Regions from separate parts of the Zea mays genome. Here region 2 is linked to region 1. Evidence: chromatin contacts called from public Hi-C data. All regions are on one chromosome and are shown on one strand. Each heading gives the region's core, a stretch centred on a gene start, on an enhancer-like site or on the middle of the called end of the contact. The rest is flanking DNA. Distances are from core to core; before and after follow the strand shown.

Region 1 (5,744 bases), core at 1,220-3,719:
ATAATTCCATCGCGAATAAACCGGGTATAGATTTACCCCTATATCTATACTCATATACTCATGTGGGTATGTATAGATTACTCGTACCTACAAATATTAAACATCTATCAAAATAATACATTATACAAACGTCAATGATATCAATCTAAATACTATTACAAAATTTCGAACGTCATTCAATCATCTATCCAACAACACCATGGATAATTAGATAAAGTAGCAACACTAGGATAGTACCACATAACACATTGCATGTTCCATTGTGTGGTCATCAAAATAGTCATTAAACCTTCTATGACATTATCACAAAAAAGTCAGTAAAATAGTCAAAATATATGGATGGCCGAAGCACAATAACATGTATGAATGAGGGCGAAACGTTTTATATCCCTTAGGTGAATATTTTTACCTAATAAAAAACTAATGGATAAAATATTTAGTCCATATAAATAACATCGGGTCGGGTATCGAGCCACAGGACCGTCTGCTGTCGATGAGCAAGACAAAACTGGGTATCGAGCCGCGGGACCGTCTGCAGTTGATGAGCAAGACAAAACTGGGCGCCAACACAGCGCTAGCTGTACTGTAAACTTTAAGGTCGCCAACGGTTAATGGCTACTCCACTACCCTGAGACCGAAAAAGAAATGGATGGATCGTCGTTCAGGGTAGGGATGAAATGAAAGCAGGTGTTCAGTGAACAGATGAATGCTTGTGGTGATCTCTGGAAGCTGCGTATGGATGTTCAGAGAGGTGGATGGATTTTTCGGCGATGGTTAATGAAGCCTCATGATGGTCGTAGCAGCGACCAGTTGAACACCATGTTGAGTTGCCATTGCTAGCAGCTCACAAGTAGTAACACCGTGTGTTGAGTTGCCATTGCTAGCTTAGTAGTAGATAGTAACGACGCAGATGAAAACACACAGGGACACTTCAACGTAAGACCGTAAGAAATACTCCCCAGACAATGCTTTACGTGTGTACAGGGCTACTGTAGGATACTAGCTACATCTAGATCCACGATGCAACTATCATCTTTCAGTGGGTACTGCTACGAACATTCTGCAGAGATAAGATACGACTAGCGCTACGCCGCCTTTACCTTTCATACGTACTACAGAATACGCACACAGTACGCAGGTAGTACAGACAGACAGCTGCTTTAGCAGATGTGGTAGCCAAAGCTGGGGAGTACACCCCTGTCTCGCTCAACGCGGCACGCCAAACCGTGGCGGCGGTGGCGAGCTGTGGCCGGGAAGCAATCAGCGCCGACGCCGAGGAAGAAAAAATGGCACTGGCAGAGTAGGGGCCGGGGGACATCCCGTCGCCGAAGGCCGTGAAAGAAAGAATCCGCTCGCGGAAAAGCAAGGGCAGGAGCTCACGTGTCCGTGGATCCGCCCCGTCTCCAGAGCCCAGACTTTGGCAATGGCAGCAGATGTTTAATTCGCATCAGGGCGTCAGAGAGAAGAGTGAAGGAAACGCTGCTGAGCAGTTTGCTGTGTGGGGACTGCAGGAGCAGCGACCGCAGGGAACGGAAAAGCGTAACAGCGCTACAGGAGCAAACGAAACGAAACGAACCAAATGAAGGTTTTTTTCCTTTCTTTCTTTGTTTTTCAGAAAAAAAAAAACACCAAATGAGAGAAAAAGGCAAGCCGGAAAAGGTAAAGTCGTGCATCCTTGAAACGAGACAGGGACGAGCTACACCTGCCCGGCTGCCCCCCATGGGAAAAGAAGGCGAACAAACAAGGGCTATTACCTGCTGCACTGCTGGCAGAAGCGCATCTCGCGGCCGGCCACGACGACGACGGGGGTCTTGGAGTGCGCCTCGCACACCTTGTGCCGCCGGTGGTAGTCGCGGCACTTGCTCAGGTCCGCTCTGCACCCATCCACCGCGCACGACGGGCACTGCTGCTGCTGCTGCCCGGCGGGGCGCGGCCGCTTCGTCGCCCCCGCCGCGGCCTCCCTCTCCCTGCAGGCCGTCGCCGCGCCCGCGCCGAGCTCGCACTCGCCCATCCCGCCCAGCTTCAAGTCCACAGAGCACTCGGCGGGTGCCCCTGCTCCGGGCGGGCGGCTCTCCGTCCCCGTCCCCGTGCCCGTGCCCGCCGCGGCAGTATCGGTGGCGTGGCCCTCGGACGGCCCCGCTGCTGCCGTGGCGGCCGCGTGGTCCTGCTCCAGCTCCGCGAGGTCCCACGCGCCCACCGCCTTGAGATCCCAATCCATGCCCGACGTACGCCGCACGCGCGCGCGCGCCGACGTTGCAACCGCTAGTCCTAGTCCTTGCACTCGCGCGCCCGCTGCAGCTTCCGTTCCTTCCCTCTCATTCAGCGGGCGTTTCTCTGTCGACACTACAGGCGACGAGGAGGTGGCACAGCAACAGTGAGAGCTGCAGCTGCGGCGGGCGGCTGGATCGATGGACACGAGAGGTGTGAGGTGCGATGCAGCTGCTGCCTGCTGCTTCGGAGGAGGAGGAATGGAAGGTGCGGGCGGTGTATAGATAGATAGCAAGGCAGCAGCAGGCAACAAAGCCCCTGTTTGTTTCAGCTTTTTTGAGCTTCTGGCCACCAAAAGCTGTTGTGGACTGCCAAACGCTCAGCTTTTCAGTCAGCTTCTATAAAATTCGTTTGAGTAAAAATCATTCAAAATCAACATAAACACATAATCGGTTGAGTCGTTGCAATAGTAGGAATCCGTCACTTTCTATATCCTGAGTCCTATGGACACCTTTATCTTCCTCCGCACGTAATCCTAATGATACACAGATTCTCTACACAGCCAGATTCTTCCTACAGCCAGATTCTCAGAAAAGCTGGTCAGAAAAAAGCTGAACCAAACAGGCCCAAAGATTTGCAGCAACAGAAGCGATGCCCAAGAGGCCCGGAACTGGGGGTGGAGTGGGAGCAGTCAGTACTTTGCAGACACAGACAGTTGCGACTGTAGCAAGGGAGGCAGGACGGAAACAGTGATAAATATTAAAAGTATTTTTATTTTTATATTTTTTAAAAAAATGAAATTGGAAACGGTAACTCAAGAAGTGGAAATGATATCAGTAATTCGTGGACATCAAAAACAAAACTTTGGTATAAAAATAAACGTATGGAATCTAAAATACAATTGGTAAAAATATAATATTCACCTTCAATTGACTTCAAAAATTCATACAAGTTGTATATGCACATAAAAATTAGTAATAATATATAGGTATTCAAAAAATCATGAAGGATTAAAGCATGCCTCACAAAACCATTAAAGCAATATCTCACAAATACAAGTGACAAATTGTCCCCCTAGTTCTTCTTAGTTCTCAAGTTCTCGTGCAAATTATGAATATATGTATCAACAGTAATAATTGGTAAGAAACTATAAATAAGATCAAAAAAAGGTTTCAAACAACTCTAAGGTATATTATATACTATTAGACTATAGATCTTGATTTTAGGAAAAATTATAAAATTAGTTTTATATTTTTTTCTACATTAAGATAGATTTATTATGAATTTATAAAGATTAGTTCAGATTTAAAATTTTCTGAAAAATAATGAACTTATTATCGACAGTAAAATACCGAATAAATACGGTAATTTCCGAAAAAAGTTAGAAAAGACGCAAATAGTTTTTGTTTCCAATTTTTTTTTACAGATTTCGTTTTTGTTTTCACTAGTACAATTTGGCTCAATACAAGCGGTAGTCTTTTTACATCACATGCGGTTCGGTTAGAAAACCGCCTGGGATGTCTCAGGCTATTCGGACCGCCTATGATGTATTAGTATCACAAGCGGTTTTTGTATCGGACCGCTTGTGGTTCTCTATTCTTTTCACAAACGGACCGTAATGAAAAACCGCCTGTGATTGTGATTTGATTACCATATTAATATTTTAATTTTTAACGGAAATATGAAAATACAATTTAAATGAATTAATATTTTAATTTTTAACAGAAATATGCAAATACAATTTAAATGAATTAATATTTAATTTTTAACAAAAATATGCAAATACAAATTAAATGAATTAATATTTAATTTTTAACAGAAATATGCAAATACAATTTAAATGAATTTTAATAGCACACATAGATAACTAGAGAGATTTTAAATTAATTGGCAACCACAATGCATAGTCGATCATACATGCTAACAAATACAATTTGATTCATACATTTTTTCATGAACTACCATTTTTCCGCATGTATGGCTTTAAGTTCTTATCAATTTTCTTTTCCACACGCTTGATTCTCTCTGGACCGTTAAAGACGAACATCTCTTCATACTTATTGTATCATCTCCGTCTCCCACATTCTCAACTCCAACAATTTTTTGCTTTCCAGAAATAACTACATGCATCTTCTCATCTGCTGGATCGAGTACATAGAACACTTGTGCAACACATTCGGCGAGAACCCATGAGTCATCTTTATATCCTACTTTATTTAAGTCTACCAGTGTGAGTCCGTAGTTATCCACTATCACCCCCACGGGATGTTGTACCCATTGGCACTTAAATAAGGGTATTTTCATGCTTGGGCCATAATCAAGTTCCCATATTTCCTCTATGAATCCAAAATATGTGGTCTTCTATCCATGTAGGTCAAAAGCATCGATACGAACACCGCTATTTTGTGCAACACTTTTCATGTCTTTTGATTTAGTGTAGAATGTGTACCCATTGATGTCATATGCTTGCCATGATGTCACAAAACACGATGGCCCAGAAGCCAAATTCTTCATTGTTTTCTCTTCCATAGAGTCTTCGAATGGGATGTTTTTGTCCATTAACCATTCGCTGAAACGATGTTTGTGCTCCCTCATGATCCAGTTCTCTGTGCGGTTCTGATTTTCTTTACGAAGCTCATCCAGGTGTTCCTCTATGTAAGGCTCGGCTATCGTGAGATGTTGTAGTACACTACCATGAGCACAATGTACTAGCTTGTAATCCTCAACGCGAAAAGTTTTCCTGCCCATTCTCCCTCTCCCACATAGTTTACCCTCATGTTTAGGTACAGGCACACCTATCATTGTTCCGTCACTGATGTAATCTATACAGCTCTCAATCACTTCTTCTGTAGTGTATCCCTCCATGATTGAACCCTCTGGGTGAGCGCAATTTCGCACATAACCTTTTAATACTCTCAGGTATCGCTCCAACTGAAACATATGATGTAAATATAGTGGCCCTAATATTTTTATCTGATCCACGAGATGTATGATTAGGTGTACTTGCTTATCAAAAAATGATGGAGGAAAACACATTTCAAGCTTGCACATAGTCTCGATGATGTATGCCTTTAGATAGTCCAAGTCTTCTAAAGCTATTACTTTTTGTGAAACCGCATTGAAAAAGTAACACAGGCGTGTGATGACAACTTTTACATGCTCTGTTTTGAGGGCTCTTACCGCAATTGGGAGGAACACCGTCATCATCACATGGCAGTCATGAGAGTTGTAGCCAAATAGAGACAAGTCCTTCATCCTGACTAGTTTGCTGGTATTGGATGAGAAACCTGTGGGCACTTTGACCCCACGCAAACATTTGCAAATCTTTGTTCTCTCCTCAACTGACAAGTTGTAGCTAGCTGGGGGGAGGTAAGGCTTCCCTTTGCCACTATCCACTGGATGAAGTTCCGGTCTGATTTGAAGATCTACTAGATCATTGCATTATTTAAGTCCATCCTTTGTCTTACTCGGCATGCCCAGCAAGGTTCCAATGATGTTGTCAAAAACATTCTTTGTTACATGCATCAAATCAATGC
Region 2 (5,744 bases), core at 2,011-4,510, 190 kb after region 1:
TGGTGGAAAATTGATGGTGCTGCTAGTAGTTGTTATGCGGGCTGTGTGGTTTGTTATTCATTTTACACAACATGCCATTATCTTTCTAATCATGTTTGCTGTTTTTCTGTTTGTTCTCTTGATAATGGCGTCCAACTATTCTTATCTTGATGCTGGCATACTTATCTGTTGAATGCCATGAACAGGCAGAAGAGGTTGTGGTGGAGGAGGATGACGAGGATGATGAGGATGACGATGATGATGACAAGGATGATGATGAACTGGATGGTAAGTTATTATGATCTTGTACTTTCTGTTTAGTATTATTCCGGTTGGTGATAAGAACATAATTCTGTGGAAGTCAATAGCGATGAGATAAATGTCTTATAATATCTTGACGCTTGTAATGCTTATATTTTTGTATAATAGTTTTTTATGTTTTAAGTGTCACTCTTCAGCCCTCTGCCTCATTTCACATCTGTGAAATGATTTGGCACCTCAGTGATGCTACTGTATGTCCATTTGTCTGGATGTATAATTGTTAATGCTGTACATGTTGGAGCAAGGGGCATGCATAGTTTTGTTTTTGGCACACTAAAGTGATATGTGGATGTAATTTAGAGTGTTAACTTTATCATGAAGGCCTGGAGTATATTATGTAAAGTTTTGAGGTTATGCTTTAGAGCTTACCAATTTACCATGTATAGCTTGCCTTGAACACTTGTAGGGAGTTGATGCTTTTGTTGTTATTGTTTTACATGTTTGCTCTATACTGCATAAGTACAGGGTTTTATATATCAGGTTCATAGTCAAATACCGTTTATAGACAAGTAAACTGTATGGTTTAATTAGGTAATCTCATTTGGTGACCAAGAAGCCTGTGGGGCAAACAAATGTTATACCATGAGTTGTTGTTCCCCCCTGACTGACTGTCTGGTTCTCTGATATGTGGAACAATTACAATACCTGTGCTCTGACAAGTATTGGTCACATTTTCGTCTTCAGGACAAGAAGGGGATGGGAGTGGCAAGTCGAAGCAAAGCAGGAGTGAGAAGAAGAGCCGCAAGGCCATGCTGAAGCTTGGCATGAAGCCCATCACTGGTGTCAGCCGGGTCACTGTGAAGAAAAGCAAGAATGTAATCAATCATTCACTCAGATTCAGATCTCACAAACTGACATGTTATGTGTTGTTTGGCTAACAGACTATTTTTTCCAGATGCTTTTTGTCATCTCGAAGCCAGATGTGTTCAAGAGCCCAAACTCGGACACCTATGTCATATTCGGCGAGGCGAAGATCGAGGACCTCAGCTCCCAGCTGCAGACCCAAGCTGCAGAGCAGTTCAAGGCTCCTGACCTGAGCCAAATGATCCCGAAGCCTGAGACATCTGGCCTGGGCCTGGAGGACAACGAGGAGGAGGAGGTTGACGAAACTGGTGTCGAGGCCAAGGATGTCGAGCTGGTGATGACTCAGGCATCTGTTTCGAGGCCCAGGGCGGTCAAGGCCCTCAAAGCTTCTAATGGAGACATCGTCACCGCCATTATGGAGCTGACTACTTAGTGTTATTTTTGTCAACCACCCCTTTCTTTTAAGCATGTATCGTATGCCATGCAGCTTGAGCGGATATCTGTGGACAACATGCTTGCTTAGATAATTTTATCATGCTTGCTTTTTCTGTCAAGGCTATTTGAACATTGTTTCGTTTTTGCTGGCTTGCTGCATAGCAACAGTTTATGTCCTATGTTTGTCCGGACATTTCCTATACCTCTATTGCTGTTACATCATTGGCGACCTGAGGACCGAGCGGGGGCTTGGTACCTGAATGGAGACGAGCTGCCCACTCGCTCCAGTGCTTTCCGAACTAAAACGTATTGTTCGCCTGCGCGGTTGTTTAATCATCATTTAGTTTGTGCGCTGTATAAGCCTGTGTCTGTTTGATAACCATTTTATCTTGTCTAATCATTAGTGTCCATTTAAACAATCGTTTAGTTCAAATAAACAGCTAAACTATAGATAACTTAGGTATGTTTAAATGTATAGGCTATCACTTCTAATAGGTAAACTAATTTTTTAGCGATATAGATGAAAAAAACATATAAAAACATTAAATTAACAAGCATATAGATCCCGGCTAATTAGTTGGTCATTCATATCTATATAAATGTCACATAAAACTTAGATAAAAATGTTAGAAAACATTCAAGTACCAAGTATGTAGCTCCCTACTCAAGTTTCTATGGATAAGTTTCTTTATCTATATCCACATCCACTATACTCTGAACGGTGGTGGTTCGTTGTAATGGAATCCCAATCGTCGGTAGGGGTGGTAATGAACGATCTAAATGTTAGAATCCTTAATAAATTTTAGTTTAAAAATAAATAAAAAACAGTGACCGTGATTTGATTTTTAAATTTTATAGCGTAAAATTTAGACCTTATTATCATCTAGTGCTCATACAAGATAGATGACGCGTATGTCATGACATCGGCCCGACCAACGAGACGTCTGCGAAAATGACAGGAAGCATGCACGGCAGCAGGGTAAAGGACGCCGCAGAAGACGCAGATGGCACAAACAGCCATTCTCCGGCGTCAAGTGGACTACCGACTGAGACCGGCGTTGGAACTTTCCCCTAGGCTCACCGTGGCTCCGGCGCCAAAGCGGCAGCTGACACCAAACGCATCGGCTTGGTGTCTCTCCCCCGGCGGGCAACACGTACGTCTCGGCGCATCCGCGTCGGCGTCGCCAATCGCGCGAGCCACTAGCTACTGCCGCGGCCGCGCACGGGGGCTGTGCCGTGCATGGCGAGTGTCGACACCCCATGGGTGAAGGCGTGCGTGAAGCCCGCACGTCGCACCAGAGGTAAAGGCTTGGCTTTGCGTGTCAACGCCCGTGTTTGTCGCCTCCTCGTCTCGCGGCGGTCTAGCCGAGTCGCCATCCCTCCACAGAGACCACATCACCACAGGGGTGTGTGGCGGGCCTACCCGCACACCCTAGCCGCCCGATCCCGACCCGACCGCCCAAACCGCGACAGCGACAGCGGAGACGAGCTCGAATCCCACGGATTTCGGCCGGTCCCCTCCGTCATTTTTGTACCCGCCACGCTGGGCCTGGGCTGCCGGCTGAGACCCACGCACGCACGCTTATCGGCATTCGGCAACCCACGAAAGAGCACAGCGACCGCCGACCGGTGCCGGAGCCTGCCGCACAACGATCCGGTCGCGCCCGTCCGTGGCCCAGAGAAGATCCCAACCCCGCCCGTCCGCCGCGGACTCCCGGGCCCGCCGCCTCGTCCGTTTTCCGAATCGGCCGCGCGGGGTACCGCGGCGCCGGGGGCCGCCCGGAGCTCCGTCCGAGTCCGTTGCCGGGAGCCAGCCAGGGCGCAACGCGAGCGCAATGGCGGAGGTGGGGAGCCGGGTGCGCGGGTTCCTGCGGAACCGGTGGCTGGTGTTCGTGGCGGCGATGTGGATGCAGTCGTGCGCCGGGGTCGGCTACCTCTTCGGCAGCCTCTCGCCGGTTATCAAGGCCTCGCTCGGCTACAACCAGCGCCAGGTCGCCGGGCTCGGCGTCGCCAAGGACCTCGGCGACAGCGTCGGCTTCCTCGCCGGCACGCTCTGCGCCGTGCTCCCGCTCTGGGCCGCGCTCCTCGTCGGCGCCGCGCAGAACCTCGTCGGCTACGGCTGGGTCTGGCTCGCCGTCACGCGCCGCGTCCCCGTGCCCCCGCTCTGGGCGGTGAGATCCCCACGCCACGTCTCCTCATTTTCTCATTGCTGTATTAATTATTATTTTTAACCGTTTCTATTTTACTACACGTTCCATGCTCATGCTGCCATCCCATTCTTTTTTTATGGGTTTTCCCCCCGTTACCCTGCTGGCCGCGGTGCGCGGTTGCGCATTGGTTGCATGTCGCGATCGCGTGTGCTCGCTCTACCAACGCTTAGACTTCCTTACATATTCTTTGATGGGGTGAATTTTTCTTGCCCGCGACTGTTGTTGATTGAATCGTGCACGATGCTTCTGTGGAATATATGTCGGAATTTTAGGTTTCCAAATGCAGTCGTCGTTGAAATTCCAAGCTTTCGGGTTTTGTATCGTAGCAGTGTCATACCATTATGTTCGGTTCGACGACACAGACATACAGTTATACAGATTTCGCTGCGGTTCAAGTTTCAGGGGTCAGGATCATACCCACGTCAAATATTCTTGCTCACATGGTTTCAGAACATATGGTGTTACCAGCGCTCGAATCATTTTTCAAACCATGCAAAAAACTGCATGCCCTCGGGCCTCGGGGTCGGGGATGCAGATTAGCACTTGGACTCCACTTGGAAAATGACAGATGGGCTAATTTCGTTTGTTTTAGTATACTGCTGTAGCTAATCTTCGACGTTTACTAATATGTGTCATATTAAAAGCACAACTGTACAGTTATTTTGGAAATGGATACTCTTATAATGCTGAACTTCTCGAAGTTGCATTGGACCTATCGTATATGGTTAGTTGTTGTGTAAGACTAAGACCGTACTTTTCTTGTCAATGTGGTCGCTATCTTGCTTTCCATGTGCCTCCAGGCTCCAGCTGTACCTTATTATCTAAAATTTCCTGTAAATCCTATGACGTCAGGGTAAATCATACAGTGATTTAACTGTGGTATCTTATTCTATTTTTCGAGAAAAAAAGATTTTATTTCACCCCAAAATCAGCGCATCTAGTTGATACACAGCCTTTGAATAATATCCCAGTCTCCGCCTAAGTGATAGGCACACAAGTTAACATTAAACATATTCTGAGCATACTCTAGTGACATTCAATCCTTATATTATATTGTCACCCATATGCCTGGGTAAATATATCTTTCACCACCTGTTCCAATCGTCGTGATACTGCTACAACCGTATCCTTGAATTCTGGATTCTAAAGGATAGCTCATGAATGGATAACCTGCAAGGGGGAGTTGTTTTTTTTCTGTTAAAAAACAATATCATTCCTGTGCAACCATACAGACCAACATGTCACTGCAGCCACAAGAGGTGGTATCTTATTCTGTTCCCTTAATTTGCATTTTGCAATCTAGAACATCAGCACTGATTACTCTGTTTATATCAAATATAGTTGATTTGTTTTAGGGGTACAAAATGTTAAATGACATCACATGATTACGTCTTTGTTAAGAAAGTACTAGAGATGTATAGCTATTATCTTATATTTTCTACAGAATGAATGTTATTCCTTAGAGCTCCAAAAGGTGTTCTTGTTCATGTTGCCACTATAACTCGTGCTATTGAAGTATTTAAGATCAAGATAAGGTTCCAGAAAAAAAAATGGTTCAGGCCAGGAACTGATATTTGCCATGCCAAATCTCCTTTTGTTTCACAAGGTTCCCTTCTGTAAAAGCTCTGGTTTAGTTAATATTATTTCAAGAAACATTATAGTCCATACCTCATGGATAGAGAGTTGATTTATTTTGCTTTTTTATTTAAGAAACCAAACTATTTCTTTTCTTGGATTAGATATGTTGTCAGGTAGATGCTAGAGATCAATACTGTTTATAACAAAACACCTCTAGTTGATTCCTACCTGTAAAGAAACATTGTGCTGTCTTGGTTGTCCTTGAGTAAAAGCAGAATAGCATATAGTTTGATTAATTTCAGTCATTTCTGCTCTTGTAAAACCTTCATCTAAAATTATGGGAGTTCGAAGCTCACTTTTTTGGGTTCATGCTCTCAAGAAAGATCCTGAGAGTCCTGCTTAGAAACAATTTCTTTC

The links. A called contact is a pair of places that touch in the nucleus more often than the background predicts.
Region 2: a Hi-C map of ear shows a contact between it and region 1, with 4 times the contacts expected there. The contact joins the promoter of LOC100279749 here to the promoter of not1 in region 1. A contact is called at or near these places in 10 of 25 Hi-C or Micro-C datasets (bundle sheath, ear, endosperm and 4 more).

Annotation. Positions count from the first base shown.
Region 1 is chr4:46,925,790-46,931,533 of Zm-B73-REFERENCE-NAM-5.0, forward strand. not1 (neighbor of tga1) reads right to left here and starts at 2,470. Exons shown (of 3, transcript NM_001362260.1): 1 at 1,755-2,470. The coding sequence starts at 2,218.
Region 2 is chr4:47,112,437-47,118,180 of Zm-B73-REFERENCE-NAM-5.0, forward strand. It overlaps LOC100279749, which reads left to right and starts at 3,261. Exons shown (of 3, transcript NM_001152707.1): 1 at 3,261-3,710. The coding sequence starts at 3,375. LOC100217069 reads left to right here. Exons shown (of 4, transcript NM_001143439.1): 2 at 186-267; 3 at 985-1,115; 4 at 1,196-1,735. The coding sequence ends at 1,537.